Linked DNA regions of Mus musculus: regions 2 and 3 are each linked to region 1. A link is a contact called in public promoter capture Hi-C data. All regions are on one chromosome and are shown on one strand. The core of a region is the stretch at or near the end of the contact, and the rest is flanking DNA. Distances in the headings are between cores, read along the strand shown. Region 1 holds the start of Optn (optineurin). Region 2 holds the start of Usp6nl (USP6 N-terminal like). Region 3 holds the start of Echdc3 (enoyl Coenzyme A hydratase domain containing 3).

What was found. Promoter capture Hi-C pulls out the DNA fragments that hold promoters and counts their contacts. Capture Hi-C pulls out chosen DNA fragments and counts their contacts.
Region 2: a promoter capture Hi-C map of pre-B cells shows a contact between it and region 1, with 2.9 times the contacts expected there. The contact joins the promoter of Usp6nl here to the promoter of Optn in region 1. A contact is called at or near these places in 2 of 39 promoter capture datasets (3T3-L1-derived adipocytes and pre-B cells) and 1 of 115 datasets of contacts at active chromatin or transcription factors (pancreatic cancer cells).
Region 3: a promoter capture Hi-C map of liver shows a contact between it and region 1, with 2.6 times the contacts expected there. The contact joins the promoter of Echdc3 here to the promoter of Optn in region 1. A contact is called at or near these places in 1 of 39 promoter capture datasets (the 3T3-L1 cell line), 1 of 484 Hi-C or Micro-C datasets (the HPC-7 cell line) and 1 of 9 other capture datasets (liver).

What each region holds. Positions count from the first base shown.
Region 1 is chr2:5,062,579-5,065,795 of GRCm38.p6, forward strand. It overlaps Optn (optineurin), which reads right to left and starts at 1,539. Exons shown (of 14, transcript NM_001356487.1): 1 at 1,329-1,539.
Region 2 is chr2:6,321,210-6,324,426 of GRCm38.p6, forward strand. It overlaps Usp6nl (USP6 N-terminal like), which reads left to right and starts at 1,548. Exons shown (of 15, transcript NM_001080548.1): 1 at 1,548-1,745. It overlaps A230108P19Rik (RIKEN cDNA A230108P19 gene), which reads left to right. Exons shown (of 7, transcript NR_040333.1): 7 at 1-402.
Region 3 is chr2:6,211,470-6,214,686 of GRCm38.p6, forward strand. Echdc3 (enoyl Coenzyme A hydratase domain containing 3) reads right to left here and starts at 1,525. Exons shown (of 5, transcript NM_024208.4): 1 at 1,322-1,525. The coding sequence starts at 1,491. The region is part of intron 1 of A230108P19Rik (RIKEN cDNA A230108P19 gene); the gene reads left to right.

The DNA.
Region 1 (3,217 bases), core at 289-2,788:
TACAGTTCATGGCCAGAAAAAGTATGGGCTACTTAAATGCGGGAGCTCGATAATAACCAGGAGGAAAGTCATACCAACTCCTCTCAAGACTGAGGTGAGACTGAGTCTCTCTCTCTCTCTCTCTCTCTCTCTCTCTCTCTCTCTCTCTCTCGCTCGCTCTTTCTCTCCTCCCCCACACAATTTACAGGCCGGTTGTAAAAACTGTAGCTACTTTCATGGTGTTACACACTACATAAAGTACTGCTCAAACCGGCTCACTATAAACAGATCAAATACACACGCGATCCACAGTGGAAACTTCCCTCGTCCAATCAAGTCCAAGGCAGTCTCTGGTAGTGGCCTCTGCTCTGTTCGGATCTACCCCATTATCAGCCTGGGGCGATGGGCGATAGGCTCCTAACTTCGCTCCCTAAGTCAAAAGAGCAAAGTGGCTGCTTTGGGTCAAAGGGCAGCTTTGGATTCAGTTCTGAAAGCGTAAGTGATCCAATACTGCCTGCCTTATGTGATTTTCTTGAGGTTTTCCATAAGATTGGCCGTTTCAACCTTAAATACTTCAGGCATACATTCATTCCTACACAGGAGTCCTGACCCTGCAGGCTAGACCAGGTGCTGGGTTTCATTTCCCTCTGAGGCTTGCTTACTGCCTCCAATTTACACATTGCCCGTGGTAAAAACAACTCCTTCAAATTTCCCAGCTTTTAAAAATTCATTCTTATTATCTCACATTCCCCCCGCCACCCGCCTCCGTCTCTTTCTGTGACCCCCCACTGCCAAGAGTGTATATACATGCATGGATATAGCACTCTCTCCCAGATAGACACAACAGTTAATGTACCCTTCTGTAAGCCTGTTACTTTGGCAAGGGGTCTCTCTATTCTTCACTGTTCCTGGGCGACCTCATTCAAACTACCTTCATTCCTTGCGACAGTACCTTAACCACTTCCTCCTTAAAATGAACTGACTGCTTGCTCAATCACTCTCAACCTGGGACGTCACCTTCAAACCACCTCGATGACTTGAACTGGAAGTCACCTGCGGCCAGCCGAGACTGTTTTACTATCCCGGGGAAAGAGGGGTGTCCTCTGGGGTGGCCGTCACTCCCCACCCCCACCTCCATCCCCGCCGCCCTGTCACACCAGGGCAGGGTCTGCCTGGGCCTCGGAAGCCTTCTCAGGACAGCCGTCCTACAGGAGGGCCGCCCCAGCTTCGTCACCCTTCCCGCGGCAGGCTCCGGAAGACGGCGACAGCGAGAACCGCTGCCAGGATGGAGTCCGCTGGGGAGAGTCGCCGCGCTCAGTCAGCGCCCGCCACCCCCCGGCCCGGCTCACCGGCCACAGGGATCCTCTCCTCTTAGGTCACTGCTTCGTTGGTATTTTGTCCCAAAGCTCTGGATGCCGACGCCCGCCAGGGACCAGCCGGGGGGCGGCGACCGGGCAGCTGGACGGTGACGCGCGGCCTCGCGACCCGCCAGGCGCCGCTCAGCTGACCGCAGCGCCCGCTCCCGCCCTAGCCAAGAAATTTCCCAGACCACGCCCACTCGGTCACGCCCCTGAAAGCCACGCCCAACGCTCCGCCCCTCTGTAGCTCTTCCTGAGCCCCAGGGTCTGTCTCCGCGGTTCGTTAGGGATAGAGCCTCTCTTGGAGGCTTTAATTAAAAACCAAAGAAGAAAAGAAAGACAATGCAAAATGTGTTTGAGCTCTTGTTCTCCCAGATCCATTAACATATAGCTGCATCAGATGGCCCAGGCAGGTGAGATTGATGGATTGATTCGGATTACACTCAGCAGTCTTAACTGTGCCGAGGATGCCTCTACTTAGACTAGAATGCAAAGCTAGAAAATAGTAGAGAAACCTTCTAGTTTGCATTCCCAGCCCCTGGGCATCAGCAAGGTGGCATCACAGGACACAGATGGCATTTGATCGGAAGGGTGAGCTCCAGGCAAAGCGTTACCTTGACAACCAGACCCCAGTGAAAGGTAACTAGGTAGAAACTCTGGCTAGCTCCTGGGTGGCTCAGAAGATAGCATGAGATTAGGTTTTGTGCTCAAGGTCAAAGAGATGTCATAACCAGGGAAGAATTTTGATTACTGATGAAAGGAGAGATAAGGAACACATGGTTGTGACTGCATGTGCACCTGCACACAGGTTGGAAGGAGAGGTCGGGATCCTCACCAACACAGTAAGAGACAGCTCAACTCAGCTCACCTAATTGCATAGACCGGATCACCTGCTGTCCGTTCCAAGACTTGGTCTCAAATGTTAACCCTAAAGCTGGACAGAGAAGGTTTGAAAAGCTGTGTTGGGGAGCGGGGTGGGGGGGATGGGGACTTGTAATTTTTATGATAGTCTCCACAACTAACACAGAAGACTTCTGTGAACCCTTGTCATGCCTCTCGACCACCACCTAGTTGTATTTGCAGGGCATATTGGCCAATGTCCTTTCATTCTACTGAGTTCTGACACCATGTCCCTGAATGTGGTGGCAGGTCCCACAGGTAAGAATGCCACCCTGCAGATCTGTCTGAGCCTTCCAATGCCAACGGGAAGCCCCAGGCTGTTTTTCCCGAGCCTCTGACCCACTAGCCTGCTGTACATTGGGGTTTACAGAATGTCCTTGTTGGGCTTTACTAATTTGCCATGCAGCTCACAGAACTCAAGGAAACAGTTATGTTTAATGGCTTATTATAAAAATGTATTTTTAAAAGATTTATTTATTTATTTATTATATGTAAGTACAATGTAGCATTCTTCAGACACCCCAGAAGAGGGCATCAGATCTCATCACGGATGGTTGTAAACCACCATGTGGTTGCTGGAATTTGAACTCAGGACCTTCGGAAGAGCAGACGGTGCTCTTAACGTCTGAGCCATCTCTCCAGCCCATAAAAATGTATTTTTAACAGGTAGGTATAAACAGCTAGATGGGGAGCTATGTAGGTGTACTGGCTAGTGTTGTGTCAACTTGACACAGCTGGAGTTATCACAGAGAAAGGAGCTTCAGTTGAGGAAATGCCTCCATGAGATGCAATTGTAAGGCATTTTCTCAATTAGTGATCAAGGGGAAAGGCCCCTTGTGGGTGGGACCATCTCAGGGCTGGTAGTCTGGTTCTATAAGAAAGCAGGCTGAGCAAGCCAGGTGAGGCAAGCCAGTAAAGAACGTCCCTCCGTGGCCTCTGCATCAGCTCCTGCTCCCTGACCTGCTTGAGTTCCAGTCCTG
Region 2 (3,217 bases), core at 298-2,797, 1.3 Mb after region 1:
TCCAGCATTGCCCCTCCAACTCATTGATATTTTTGTATTTGTGGTAAAATTTCTGGATGAATTCTCTTGAGCCTCTGTGGGGTTCCCAAGGTATCCGGAGAGACGGTAACTCAAACGTTATACTTTAATTCAGTAAGTGTCTTTTGGAGGACTTCTGCAATCTTCAAAGCACAATGTAAGTACATGCGTATGTGCATGTGTTGTCATCAAAGACTTGGAAGCTGTAGGCATTGTCACAAATGGAGAGCTCTTTGGTGACTTGCTAATTTTGGAATTCTATTCCTTATATTTGAGTGTTGAAAAAATTCCCATGACCATCCAACTTTTGACCTGATTTTCACCAAACCAACTGTGCCATTTGTACATACCAGAATAAACAAATCAATAAACAAAACAAAACCCAAAGTAGTGTTTCCAAACCTGGTTTAAATGGAGACCTGAATGAAGGGATGCGCGCGCGCCTGTCTGTCTGTCTGTCCAAAAGGCCCTGGGTTTCACTGGTTAATCAGCATTTGAGAGTCAGAAGTGGCCTCAGAGGCCATCTAAGACCCAAGGAGTCACAGGTGTTAAAGTCTGCAAGCCCAGGAAGGGCCAGGACTCTGCCTCTCCTCAATTCCTCAAGGAACACAGTTTGCAGTGAGTGTCAGGTTTCACCAGCCTGGGAAAGAGTAAACGCAGTGCACAGTTGCCAGCTATAGTAATTCTAGTTCCTGGAAACAAGGACAGAAGCCTTTTAGCTACTCGCACACCCAAACCTTTGCTGCTTCTAGTGAATAAATCATTTAACCGTCAGCAAATTACAGTGTTGGGAAGTTTACATCATCCCCTTTTTACATCAGTTCTTAATGGAAGACCGTGGGGATTAAAACTCTTGACACAGAAAAAGCTGACCTAAAGAAAGATGGGCCAGGGAATGAACACTGTTTAGGCAGCAAAAGGCTTGCACACAGTAGCCTACTTAAAGTTGTGCTGATCTGAACTCTTGGCATAAATGCCTGGAAATTGACTGTGTGACCTTGTGTCAGTAACAGAGCCACTCTGTTGACAGATTCACTGTGCACACACTACCAAGCATTTGTTTGCGCGGGGAACAACTCCACGAAGCAGGTACAGTTTCCCTCTCACTTCACGGGTGAGGATACCGAGTCCAAGAAAAACCCAAGTGCAGTAGGCAACGTCTGAAGGCTGGCGAGCGGACGGGCCTCATCCGCGAAAGGCGCCGTGCTCTGCCGGCTGCCCTCAGGTGTCAGACACAGCACTGGTCCCAGCCCGTGAGTAGCTCTGGAGCGATCGCTGGGCGCCGCCGGGTCGGCGGACCCCCTCTTCATGCAGAGGGGCTCGGGCCGTCGGCCTCCGCCCGCAGCCCATCGAGCGCGCGCCCGGCGGGAGCGCGGGAACAGCGCACGTGCCGCCGGGAAGGCAGGGGCTGTCCGCCCGCGCCAAGATGGCGGCGGCCGCGGCCGCAACGGCGACTGTTGGCGGCCGGTGAGGCGGGCGGGGCCGGCGGCGCGGAGGCGGGGTCCCGGGAGAGCCGCCCTGGGGAAGGCGGGGGCCGTTTCCATAGCGGCGGCGGCTGGAGGTGTCGCGCCGGGGAACTTCCTGGTTCCCGGGCTCGGCTTTGCCGGGAGCCTCCTGGAAGGGAAACAATGGGGCGGAGGGCACTGCGGTAGCCGCCGCCGCCGCCGCGCCGGACCTCTCGGCCTCCCGCGACTGGCCGCCGCCGCCGCCGCCGGGACCGCTTGGAGGTAACTTCCTTTTCTCTTCAGCCGCTGCTACAGGGGCTGGCGGGGTCTAAAGGCGAGGGGGCCAGGTCGGAACTGGCTCCGGGCAGCCGGTCGCCGCCATTCCCGGCCCCGGGCAGAGGGCACGCTGCGGCGGCGCGGCCTGGCCCGAGCCGGCTCCCGTGGACCCCGCGCGCCGTGTTGCTCGCGCGTGGGGGTGGTGGTCTGCGGTGTGATTGACAGGCGGGCGGGCGCGCGCGCGGGAGCGGCCGGGCGGGGGGCCGAGAGGGCTCGGCGCTGCGTGCAGACCCCCGGGGAGGCGGAACGCTCCGGCCGCCTTCCTCCCCCACCCCGCGTGCAAGTTTCGGTCCCCGGGGAGACGTGTCTCCCTTGCAAGTTTCAGTTGCGTCCTGCGGGAGCGCGAGTGGGCAGGACCCAGGCAAACTTCGTTCGCTGAGACGATTGCCTGGGATGCCGCAAGAACTTTGGAGCAGCCCCGGGGAGGATGGGCGGGCGGGAGGGAGCTGGAAATCCGTGCGCCCCGGCAAAGTTTTGCTGGCTAGTTTGGGGCTCCGGGAGCGCGGCGTTTCTATAGGGGATGAGCACGGTGGCTCGCAGGTGTTTTAATGCAGAGAATGAGAGAAGTCTTACTCCATGGTGGGACGTTCATATATGTTGAGCATCGAGATCTCTGGGCTCTTCTTTAGGCACACTCCGTATAATCGACAGATACTTTTTTTTTTTTTAAAGATTTATTTATTTTATCTATATGCGTACACTGTAGCTGTACGGATGGTTGTGAGCCACCAATGTGGTTGTTGGAATTTGAACTCAGGACCTCCGGAAGAGCAGTCAGTGCTCTTAACCGCCCAGCCATTTCTCCAGCTATCCACAGATATTTTGAATTTTATTTTTAAAATTAGCGTACAAGGTGTTAGCTAACATCACGGCATTTTCGAATAAAGCTGCGTTAGTAGATTCTTCTGTTCACTCATTCCTCCTACCCCAGATGCTTTTTAAGGAGACTAATATGCGTTGTGCCTTATGGAAAGGCTCGGTGAATTGGGGCAGTACTGCGACACGAATGGAAAAAGTTGTAGGGACAGTGTTCAAAGTATTCTTGCTGGAACAGTTTAGTCGTGGATCCTTCCTTCCTTCTTTCCTTCCTTCCTTCCTTCCTTCCTTCCTTCCTTCCTTCCTTCCCTTCTTCCATTCCTATGTAATTAGATCTATGAGACAAGTTGTTTCATAGCTCAGAAAAGTTTCGCGGTACGGTTGATTGAGATGACTCGTGACCAATTCCCTCCCATACTGAATCTCTGGAAGTTTTCTCGGTGGTGGTGGGAACTAGGGCAGAGTTTTAAATTATTTCCCCTTTCTTTAACTCACCTTAATAATCAGTAAACTGGCATTTAAACAATGACTCACTGCTTTTCTCACCAAGACCCCACAATTAACAAAATATTTCCTAGTTTGTCATAATTTTATAGGTGAAA
Region 3 (3,217 bases), core at 275-2,774, 1.1 Mb after region 1:
AACTTGCTATGTAGTCCTGGAGGGCTTTGAACTCAGGTTTGTCCTGCTTCAGCCTTCCGAGTGGTGTGATTACAAGCCTGTGCTACCACACCCAGCTTATGACTATAGTATTAGTATTAGAAGCTTCTCTTTAAAAATCATAAAGGGCCGGGCAATGGTGGCGCACGCCTTTAACCCCAGCACTTCAGAGGCAGGAGCAGGCAGATTTCTGAGTTCAAGGCTAGCCTGGTCTATAGAGAGAGTTCTAGGACAGCCAGGGCTACACAGAGAAACCCTGTCTCAAAAAAAAAAAAAAAATCAGAAAGGAAGGCTCTACATTTCAGAGCCCCCTAAGGCTCTCTTTGGGAGTGTTTCTATCTCTGTTGATGGCCAAGGAGTCCACAGGAAATGGGATTGCTCTTTAGTTACTGAGCCCCACCAATGCTTAGCCCCTGTGGTGGCCACCCATGGTTGTCTGTAGGGAGTTAGGGGACAGACAGAATATGGGCACCTTGGATGGGTATCCGCAGACCTGTGTGCTAAGCTCCTTAAAGGCTGTAGTAATAGAGAGGTCTGAGGGTGAAGGGGAGGTGTGGGGAGAGCCAAAGGCCAGAGGTTGGCTCTCCATTCTTTTGGAGGACCACATAAAAGTTTGGGTGAGGATTAAAAAGTGAAACATGATCTTCTAGGGTTAAGAAGAGCTATTTACTGGAGTAGGGGGCATATCACTTAAACAGCTCCACCTGTAGCTCTTAAACAAGGAAACGTAGCTCTTCACAGCCTTGTGCTGCCCAGGCCTGAAAAGGGTCTTCATTACATCCAGGTTGTGCACGGATTCAAACAAAACTTTAAGGCTTTTAGGTTTGTGGCACAAGGGGGCAGAGATCAGGGCATGTGCCCTGTATCCTTACTTATTGACCTCCCCCACCCTGCATTTCAGCATGCCCTTAACCCTGGAGCCTGCTGATTTTGTTTGTAAGGGCATGGATCTTTTGTGATAGGCTTTCTTGGAGGTCATGGCAACGGCTGTTGCGATAGATGTGTGCTCATGCCAGCAGAAATGTTCAGAAACGACTGGGCAACTGGGCACGGTAGCCGTGTTAGGGGGCCACCAGGAAGTTTTCACTTACAACCCTCACATGTGCCTCGTATTAGTGTGCACAGGGAAGGGACACCTGTAAACTCAGTATGCAAGGATTCCTCCACCAAAGATGTCATCTTTTCGAGATGAAATCGAAAAGAACAGTGACAAATAACTCAGGATTAGTGGCGGCAAGGCCTGTTGATCCCGAGTCCTGGCTCCCAACTCCAGGGAGAGCCCTGGCACTGCCTGCAGGCTGACCTGATTCCGTCCTGCTGTCGCGTGCTGGTGAGCCTTGGCTCTGACTCCGACCCCGCAGGTCCTGCTGACCCTGGGCTGCAGAAGCCGGCGGAGAGAGGGGCCCATGGGTTGCGCCTGAGCCAGCTGGGCCACTTCACCCCAAAGGCCCGAAGGCCTGCGACCACAGCCATTGCAGCCAAGAAAAGCAAGGTTGACTGTGCAAGCAGCCTAGGCCTCGGGTTTTTCCCTTTTAGACCTGGTCACTCAGAGCCCCGCCTTCAGGGCCCCACCCCCAAAGCCCTGCCCCGGTGTCCTTCTCCTGGAGCCACGCCCCCAAACCCGGGCTGCGAAACTAGTGGAGCGGGGCGGGTGGGGTGGAGGGGCTCGGGGCCCTGCCCTGGGTGTAGGTCACAGAATGAAACTCATTTGCCAGAGCCAGTGATTTGTTTGATTTAGTCAGGCTGTGAAGGAGTTTAAGGGAGGGGAGAACTGGGTTGGCTCGTTTCTTTGTGTAGCGACACCAGGAATGTGCCGGATGTTGTGAAATGAGTGTCATCCGGTGATGAGTGGCAGGAGCTATGTACCACATTGCTGCGCCCACGCCTCCCACAGGAAACTCTCCTATGCCTTGTGGGTGATCCTGGATCACAAGGAGTGTTTAGCCTACTATAACTTTGAATGTTTTGCATCTTCCCGTGCAGACGCGGGAGACCGGTATTTATAGCTTGGGCTTTCCACATTCGCCCAGGGGAAGCCTGGAATCCGTTTCAGGATCCCAGTGGCTAGATGAGAGGCATATCCTACAGTGAAAGGCTTTTAAGTAAATCCTTGCGGTGTGGTAATTCTTGCAAATGTGGGTATTTGTGGGAGACACAGAATAAATAATCTTAGCTCTTAAGATCTTGTTGCTTCTAGAGGGAGGTGCCATCCCAGGAGCCCGAACTCTTTCCCAATGGGTTCTGCAAGGATAACAGTATATACAAGATATACAGTATATACAATACATTCATTAAATCTCAGAAAGTAAAAAGATTTACAAGGGTGTCCTATAAGATGACCAACCTGCAAGGCATTGAAGGGGCATCAGGGATGCAGCCTCTGTGAGTCTTATGTGTGCTGCTGTGGGATTTTAATCCATGCAGCTGCCTTTGAGTCTTTTGTGCTCCTGCAAGTAGCTCCTCACCCCTACCTACAGAGGTAACCCCAGTAGACTTACCGGTTCCCTAAGCTAGCCTTGGGTAGAATCGTTTCTTTGCTCTGTGGATGTCATCCTAGAAAAAGTCACACAAGGGGCTTGTTTTTTCCTTTTGTTTTGAAACGGGGTTTCTCTATGTAGTCTTGGCTGTCCTGGAACTTGGGTAGCCTCAAACCCACAGAGATCCACTTGCCTCTGCCTCGTGAGTGCCGGGATTAAAAGCATATACCGTCACTGCCCACTGCGAAGCTGTCATCCTCAGCTTTATAACAGGACAAAACAGTGTATAAGGTGATATTTCAAAATATCATTGAAGACTCTCCCACTACCCTTCACCCCTCCATTTCCTTGACTGTTGTTCTATCTAAAAAGCTAGATTATTCTTTGTTTCTGTGAAGAAACCCAGAATCCAGAAGAATCCAGCTGGTTAGAGGGTTGCAATTCTTGACCTCTGGGTTTTTAAAGCTTGACTCGTAGGGATGGAAGGCTACAAAGCAAGCATAATAAATTAGACTTGCCTTGATAGAGCTGGCCTATGAGTTTTGAAATGATCTCCCTGACCTCGGTGGTGTGATGTGACCACTGAGTAGCAGGTAGCTGCAGGAGTTACCCTTCAGGTCGTGCGTGTTAAGAGTACCAGGCAGATGCTAAGGTTGGGTGCCAGAGGGGGAGGTCTGTGGGGGGCCAGGTGGCTCAGAACAAGCTTTCAGCCAGACTAAGGT